2 separate regions of the Danio rerio genome follow, and region 1 is linked to region 2. The links are chromatin contacts, called in public Hi-C maps. All regions are on one chromosome and are shown on one strand. The core of a region is the stretch at or near the end of the contact, and the rest is flanking DNA. Distances in the headings are between cores, read along the strand shown.

What was found. A called contact is a pair of places that touch in the nucleus more often than the background predicts.
Region 1: a Hi-C map of an unstated tissue shows a contact between it and region 2, with 3 times the contacts expected there. The contact joins the enhancer-like site here to the promoter of sall4 in region 2. A contact is called at or near these places in 2 of 18 Hi-C or Micro-C datasets (embryo and an unstated tissue).

What each region holds. Positions count from the first base shown.
Region 1 is chr23:42,293,155-42,297,051 of GRCz12tu, forward strand. atp9a (ATPase phospholipid transporting 9A) reads left to right here. Exons shown (of 28, transcript XM_073939324.1): 15 at 1,591-1,752. Among named protein-coding and RNA genes, the nearest start is that of atp9a, 55 kb to the left of the region's middle. Within about 2 kb of position 2,642, at least 11 of the 62 cell types and tissues checked have an H3K27ac peak or open chromatin away from gene starts, as enhancers often do.
Region 2 is chr23:42,227,556-42,231,305 of GRCz12tu, forward strand. It overlaps sall4 (spalt-like transcription factor 4), which reads left to right and starts at 1,614. Exons shown (of 4, transcript NM_001080609.1): 1 at 1,614-1,714. The coding sequence starts at 1,648.

The DNA of each region.
Region 1 (3,897 bases), core at 1,392-3,891, 67 kb after region 2:
CAGTTTATCACACGTCTGCGATACGAATATTGTATATACTATAAGTGCGATAAGATTAAGTCTGAGTAATGATGCACCTACCTTAATTTTTCACGTCAGAGAAAAAAGAAATGTAAGAATGTTTGACTATTCTTAAATTGACTTCCTTTTTTTCTAATATTTTTATTTTTTTTTTATTTTACAACAACCAGTGCATAAAATCAATGGCTTTTACCACTCAACTGCGAACATTGCATTTACTATAATTGCGATAAGGTTATGTTTGGAAAGCGATGCATCTATCTTGATTTGTCATGGATGATTTTTCTTTTTTTATTATTTTGTACTTTTCTAATAACAACAAATGCTTAAAATAAAAGTAATTCATCACACATGTCTGAGATATGAATATTGCATATACTATATATACAGTAGTCAACATTTGAAGTGAATCAAAAATGTTCACATTTGTCCTAGGACCAGAATGAGTGTTGTTCAACAGTTTTAGAACAACTTTGATGAGGTGGTAACCACTTCAAAGGCTGACTAGTTTATATACAGTACAGTACTGTACATAATTATTAGCCGTCCTGAATTTTTAGCCCCCTCTATATTTATTTTCCCAATTTCTGTTTAACAGAAAGAAGTTTTTCTAACACATTTCTAAACATAATAGTTTTAATAACTCATTTCTAATAACTGATTTCTTTGATCTCTGCCATGATGACAGCTCATAATGTTTTACTAGACTACTTTTCAAGATTCTAGTATTCAGCTTAAAGTGACATTTAAAGGCGTTACTAGGTTAATTAGGCAAGTTTCATTGTATAACAGTGGTTTGTTCTGTAGAAATTCGGGGAAAAAATGATGCTTAGGGTGGCTAATGATATTAACCTTAAAGTGGTTTTAAATTAATTAAAAACAGCTTTTTTTGCTAGCCGAAACAAAACAAATAAGACTTTCTCCAGAAGAAAAAAAATTATTGGAAATATTGTCAACATCATTTGGGAAATATTTGAAAAAGAAAAAAATAACTTTGACTTTAACTGTATATATAATGAAAATTTTACAAGCTATTGTGCAGCCCTAATCATAAAACACGAGCTATAAAACACAAAAGACTAAGCAACTTTGCAGAAAAAACTACAGTATTGCAGAAGAATAAGGGATGAGGTAATATTTGCCATGCTTGTTAAAGTAATGTTGAATATTGATACTGCTTCTAGTTTGTATCTAATTAATTTTTACCATTAGAAGCTGGATATATTTAAACACTGTTGCCCCAAAACTGTTTAATCTACTTACAATAGTGATTTTTGTATAGTAAGTCCACTTTAATGCAGAATATCTTAAGATGATTCTATGATCTGTGAATTCCGACTGATAGAAACTGCTTCTGTTTTGTAATTAATTAGAAGCTAGTTATATTTACACACTGTTGCCCCAAAACCACCTAAAATAGCGATTTTTGCATAGAAGGTCAGCTTTAAAGCAGATCATCTTGATGATTCTCTGAGCTGTCAAGACTGACTGATGCTGACTGTGCTCCTGCTTTGTTTATGGCTTGATGGTTTCATATGTTGTGATTTCTCCTTCTGAATGTGGTTGTAGGTGTCTCTCGTTCAGTGGACGGAGAGTGTTGGGCTGACGCTGGTGGGCAGAGACCAGTCCTCTATGCAGCTGAGGACACCTAGTGGACAAATCCTCAACTTCACCATCCTGCAAATCTTCCCCTTCACCTATGAGAGCAAACGCATGGGCATCATAGTGAGAGTGAGTACTGCAACATAGCAACATGCGGGTAATAAAAAGATTGTCTGCGGGGTCTTAAAAAGCATTAAAAGCCTTGAATGTTATTTTACAAAGGTATTAATTTTTGTAGGGCTGCACAATATCGTTTATATATATATATATATCGTTTCAGCATCTTTATCACAATGTGTGCGTTTGCAAAAGTCACTTCACAGGATTTTCAATGTTGAGTTCATATGTTAGGATCACATTTAACTGTAGAGTTTAACCATAATGAAGTAAAAGTTTATTATTTGCATGTGTTTTTAAGGTCAATGGATGTGTAAGAATTTACAGTTTAAAGTATTCAGGCACAAGAAATTGTACTATTTGGAATTTTTATAAAGATTGTTTTGTAATGGGCGACGCGGCTGTCGCCTCACAGCAAGAAGGTCACTGGGTCGCTTGTTCGAACCTCGGCTCAGTCGAAGTTTCTGTGTGGAGTTTGCATGTTCTCCCTGCATTCGCGTGGGTTTCCTCCGGGTGCTCCGGTTTCCCCTACAGTCCAAAGACATGCGGTACAGGTGAATTGGGTAGGCTAAATTATCCGTAGTGTATGAGTGTGTGTGTGTGTGCGTGTGGGTGGATGTTTCCCAGAGATGGGTTGCGGCTGGAAGGGCATGTTTCATACAAATTAACAATTACAAAAAAAGGGTATCATCAAATATCATGAAATAAAGGTGGGGTTTTTGTCATTTAATAACCTAAGAAAACACCTCTGTGTCTTGAGTTTTGCAGTTTTTAGAAAACATCCAGTTTTCTCTCTACCCTTTTAAACAATGTGATAATTGAAGATCAGGCCAGAACTGATCTGACTGGACTATGTTTGTTATCTGAGAAAGCTGTGACCCTGCCCTGAGCTTGATGACTAACTCTCCCCACACAAAACGCTCTGCTATTGTTGTTGGCCTGGACTGAAGCCTGTATCAGCGACTCAGGAAACCCAGCAGCTCAACCTGCTTTCCTCGGCAGAATCCTTTTAAAACACCTTCAAGGACAATCGAGGAAGAGCGAAATTAATCTCCAGTAATGCTTGGGAAAATAACATGTCCTGGTTACCTGCGAACGTTTCCTGTTTCGTTTGGTTACATACTGTATGTATATAAAGTCTATTATTATGAATTTAATGTATGAAAAGTTGGATCATCACAATAATAATTTGCAGATGAATAAATCGACATTTGCTTTCCTTGTGTACAAAATTATCAGAATATGGGATTTTTTAATGATCATTAATAAAATTATAATAATAATCATGAAATTATCAATAATAAAAAAACATTTAAATTGTCATCATCAATAATAATAATAATAATCAAATAATAGTTGTAACAATAATAATATTATCAATAATTAATAACACATGTCAATTAATAATAGTAATAATATAAATAATAAAAAGACATGTTAATTATCAAAATTAAATAATAATAATAATTTTATCAATAATAAAGACACTCTAATTATAAATAATAATAATAGTCAATAATAAAATAATAGTAATAATAGTACTATAAATTATTTGAAAAGACATGTTATCAATAATAATAATTGTTATTATAATTATTAATAATAAAATATTATTATTTTATTAATTATTATTATCAATAATACAACAACAACAACAATAATAATAATATTTTCTAAAATAAATAAGACATGTCAATTTTCAATAATAATAATAATAATGTCAATAATAAAAGACATGTCAATTACCAATTATAAAAATAATGTCAATAATAAAAAAGAAAATTATTAAATAATTATCAATAAAATAATAATAATAATAATAATAATAATAATAATAATAGTAATTATTGAAACATTTGAAACACAATGCAGTATGAATATCTTGTTTATATATATATATATATATGTTTTTATATATATATATATATATATATATATATATATATATATATATATATATATATATATATATATATATATAATGTTTCCATCATAATTTATTTGCACATCCTCTAGTCTTATAAATATGATTTACAGCATCGGTAATTAATAATGTAATTTATTTCTGTGATTCATTGATGAATTTTCAGCATCATTACACCCTTGTCATATGATCCTTAGGAAATCATAATTAATGAATGAATTGATGCTTAATAA
Region 2 (3,750 bases), core at 364-2,863:
TTATTTACACTATAAATGCTTGTTTTATTCAGTATAACTTCAATATCAAGCATAAAATACTGTATAATTTAATTTAGTGGTAAAAACTGAATCAGAAACATCACCATATATAGGCTAATAAATACAAACTGAGGCAGAAATGGCGTGATCTACTACCTATAAGCTAAATATATGATCAGATTTAGATTTTCTGGATATATTTGGCTTTATTTATACTGTAAATGCTTGTTTGATTTAATATAACTTCATTATCGTGCGTATAATAATGTACAATTTTTCATTTTGTAATAAAAAGTGAATCAGAAACATCATAATAAATGAAAACTGAGGCAGAAATGGCGTGATCTAATACATATATGCTAAATATATAATCAGATTTGGATTTTTCTGTTATATTTGGCTTTATTTACACTATAAATGCTTGTTTGATTCAGTATAACTTCAATATTAAACCTAAAATAGTGTTTTATTTTGCAGTAAAAACTGAATCAGAAACATCACCATAGGCTAATAAATGCAAACTGAGGCAGACATTGCATGATCTAATAAATATAAGTGAAATATATCATCAGATTTGGATTTATCAGATATATTTGGCTTTATTTATACTATAAATGCTTGTTTAATTCAATATAACTCCAGTATTAAGCGTAAAATAGTGTATACTTTTATTTTGCAATAAAAACCGAACCACAAACATCACCATAGAATAATTACAAACTAAAATGATTTAAATATAGCGTATATATCTTTTTATAGCTACATTACAACAAACAATAGTGGGTTATTTCGACCAAAATTGGATCAAATATAGACAAAGCCAAATGTTTGGTTATATTTAGTCATATAAATTGAATTTTAAAAACCTAGGGCGTAGTTTTGTAGCTACATTACAAGTAGCAATTCTGAGTTATTTCAATCGAAATTGGGTAAAATATGGACAAAACCAAATGTTGGGTTATATTTAGTCATATATAAGTTTAATTTTAAAAAACCCAGCGGTTGATTTTGTCCATTTTTCCTCAAAATTTAGTTGAAATAACTGAGCATGTTTAGCATTTATTGGTGCACAATGTAATATTTGATTGATTAGTGATCGACTATCAATCGTAAAATAACATCATAGTTTATATCAGCATGCCTAAATACAACAAAAACTGAATCAGCTTAAAAACTACAAGCCAAACCAATATAATAGTGTTCCAATTCATAAAACGAGACACTTCAAATATTAAAAAATACAATATTAATAAATAATTGAGACTATTTCCCATCCACATAACAGCTGTGTTGATAAAACAATTCTAAAATAATTTTTCACTCGCCTGCGCACTTACATCCTCTCTCTCTCTCTTTCTCTCTCACTCATCCCTCCCTCTTTCTCTCGCTCTTCCACATCTCCTCCCCCTTTCCCTCGACTCTGCATTTCTCATCAATGAAGCCTCATTTGAATAATGCGCGAGCACTTTGGACCGGAGCCAATCAGCTGTCAGAAGAGCATGATAAATCGCAATGCATTATTGATAATAATAATTACTTTGACATGCGCATTTCTACTCGAGGGGCTAATTTCCCCCAACCTGGAGAATTTCTAAAGGAGAGGGACTAAATAGTCTTACTATTCGCCCCTGATGGTTGTAGGTTACCATGTCGCGGCGCAAGCAGTCCAAACCACAGCATATCAATTCGGACGACCCCGCTTCGACAGAAAATGGTGAGTTTGGAGCGATTAAAACTAATGTAAACTTTGTTTATGTTTCTACCTTGGAGTGATCTAGGAATCTCGCGTGCTCCCTTTTACATCTGAATTATGTAATTGGGCATGAATGGGTTCGCGACTCTTAAAATGAGGCGCTTTTTGTGAATTCGAGAAGTTTTGTACGTACATTAAATTAATTTACTGAACAACTTTAACTACTTTAACGCATTTTTATTGAGTCAATTTAAATATAAAATGTAGTATGTTTTATTTTTGGGGGTTGTTTGTTTGTGTGTTGGTTGGTTGTTCAGCTAATCTAATGTTTACGAAATATTTATCGGCGTTTGCATCGAAGACTTGTTTTTATATTTGTTTTTTGGGTATTAATATCATCATTGTAGTTATATATGCATATCTATTCGATCAAATATAGTTTTTCCAAATCATAAACGTGAACCAAATTCTTAATGCACGTTTTAGGCTTGTTTGACTGGCTGATGAATGTACACGTAAGTTATATTCCAGACTAACTAAGCACATGTGTTAATATTTGATGTGGCGTACTGGTATCACTGACCACTGTTAAACAAAGGTGCTCAACAGGTCGGCATGAAATGTGAGTCGCGAACAAGCTTGACCACAAAGCAATAAATCCCCCACAGTTTCTTTTGGTCGCATATGGAGATGTGGATGGGGGGATGGAGATGAAGTTGTGTGCAACGGGGGGGTGTAAATGTAAACTGCGCGACTTTTTATACTGGACGTAGTGAATTTTGACTGTTCTTAATGTAAATAATGTACTGGTTGAGGTTATTTTGCGTGTTATGCACTGCGAGTTGGGGGTTGGTTGTGTGTCAGGTCTGGTTGATTTAAAATCAGTTCAGTTGCGTTAGAATATTGCATGGAATTAAAGCACAATCAGAACAACGCTGTAAAGGTATCAGCAAAGAAACATGTTATATTTATGTGCATTGATCAGACGCCCTCTTGCGGTGAGCAGATGCACATGCACTGGTTAAAATCATCCGTCCAATTGTGTAACTTTAAAACGCATGGTTTGAAACTATTTCTGACAGATTTAGTTTTTTAAAAAGTAAGTTTTTTTCTTAATCTTTGCATTTGAGCACTTTTTTCCAGTTTTTAAAATAATTAATTATTTTTCCAAAATGGTTTCTCAAATTGAGTGCTTTTTATGCCCTGGCTCCCAGAAACAATGCAAATTGTTTTTCTTTACTATTCAAATTGTATAGTGAACAATTCGCACGTTCGGTTTCTCTGTCAGATTGTTAACAGGTGGTCTTTCCCATTCATGAGAGATGATGAAATTTGCATTTAACAATGGCCCTATTAAAAGGTCCTCCCTGATGGTGCTGCAGAGCTTAATTTTGATTTGCCTTTGATTTTTCTGCAATTTCAATGACAGATTGGATCCTTTTGCTCTGTTATCAGCATTTTTGTAATTCATCATATGGACTGCTTAACACTTGTATGCAAAGTTTAAATAGACATCAGTGAAGCAAGTGATTTGTTTTTAAGAACATATCTATTTTATTTGAATTTAGAAGAATGATTTGGAGGGGAGAAACTTATGTTTTGTGTGCAAATTAATGTCTTTGTGTGTAATCTATTTATTTTTTGCACATATTGTAAATGCTGCCCTCATCTGGCGGGATCGAGTAGTTTAAGTTGTAAATTTAGTTTTTTTTTTAATGACAATACTTAAACATTAAAACTTCCAAAAAGCCTCTGCATGATTTCATAATATACATGCGTTCCAACTACAGTTAGATTTCCTCTGCTTCTTTTTAATTGGCATTTTTAATGGATAATTTGCACCAAAATACAAATATTGCAACAGTTCATAGTTTTGACATTTTTTCCATCTGCTTTATACAAAAGATATTTAATAAAGTTGGAAACCATGTTGTTGACCAAAGCTATTGACCAGTACAGTAGGAAAATATACTTTTGTAAATCAAACTTTAAACTCCTTGGTTGCAAAAATTGTTTAAAACAAAATTGTTTAAAAAAAGAAAGAGACAGTTTTGGAA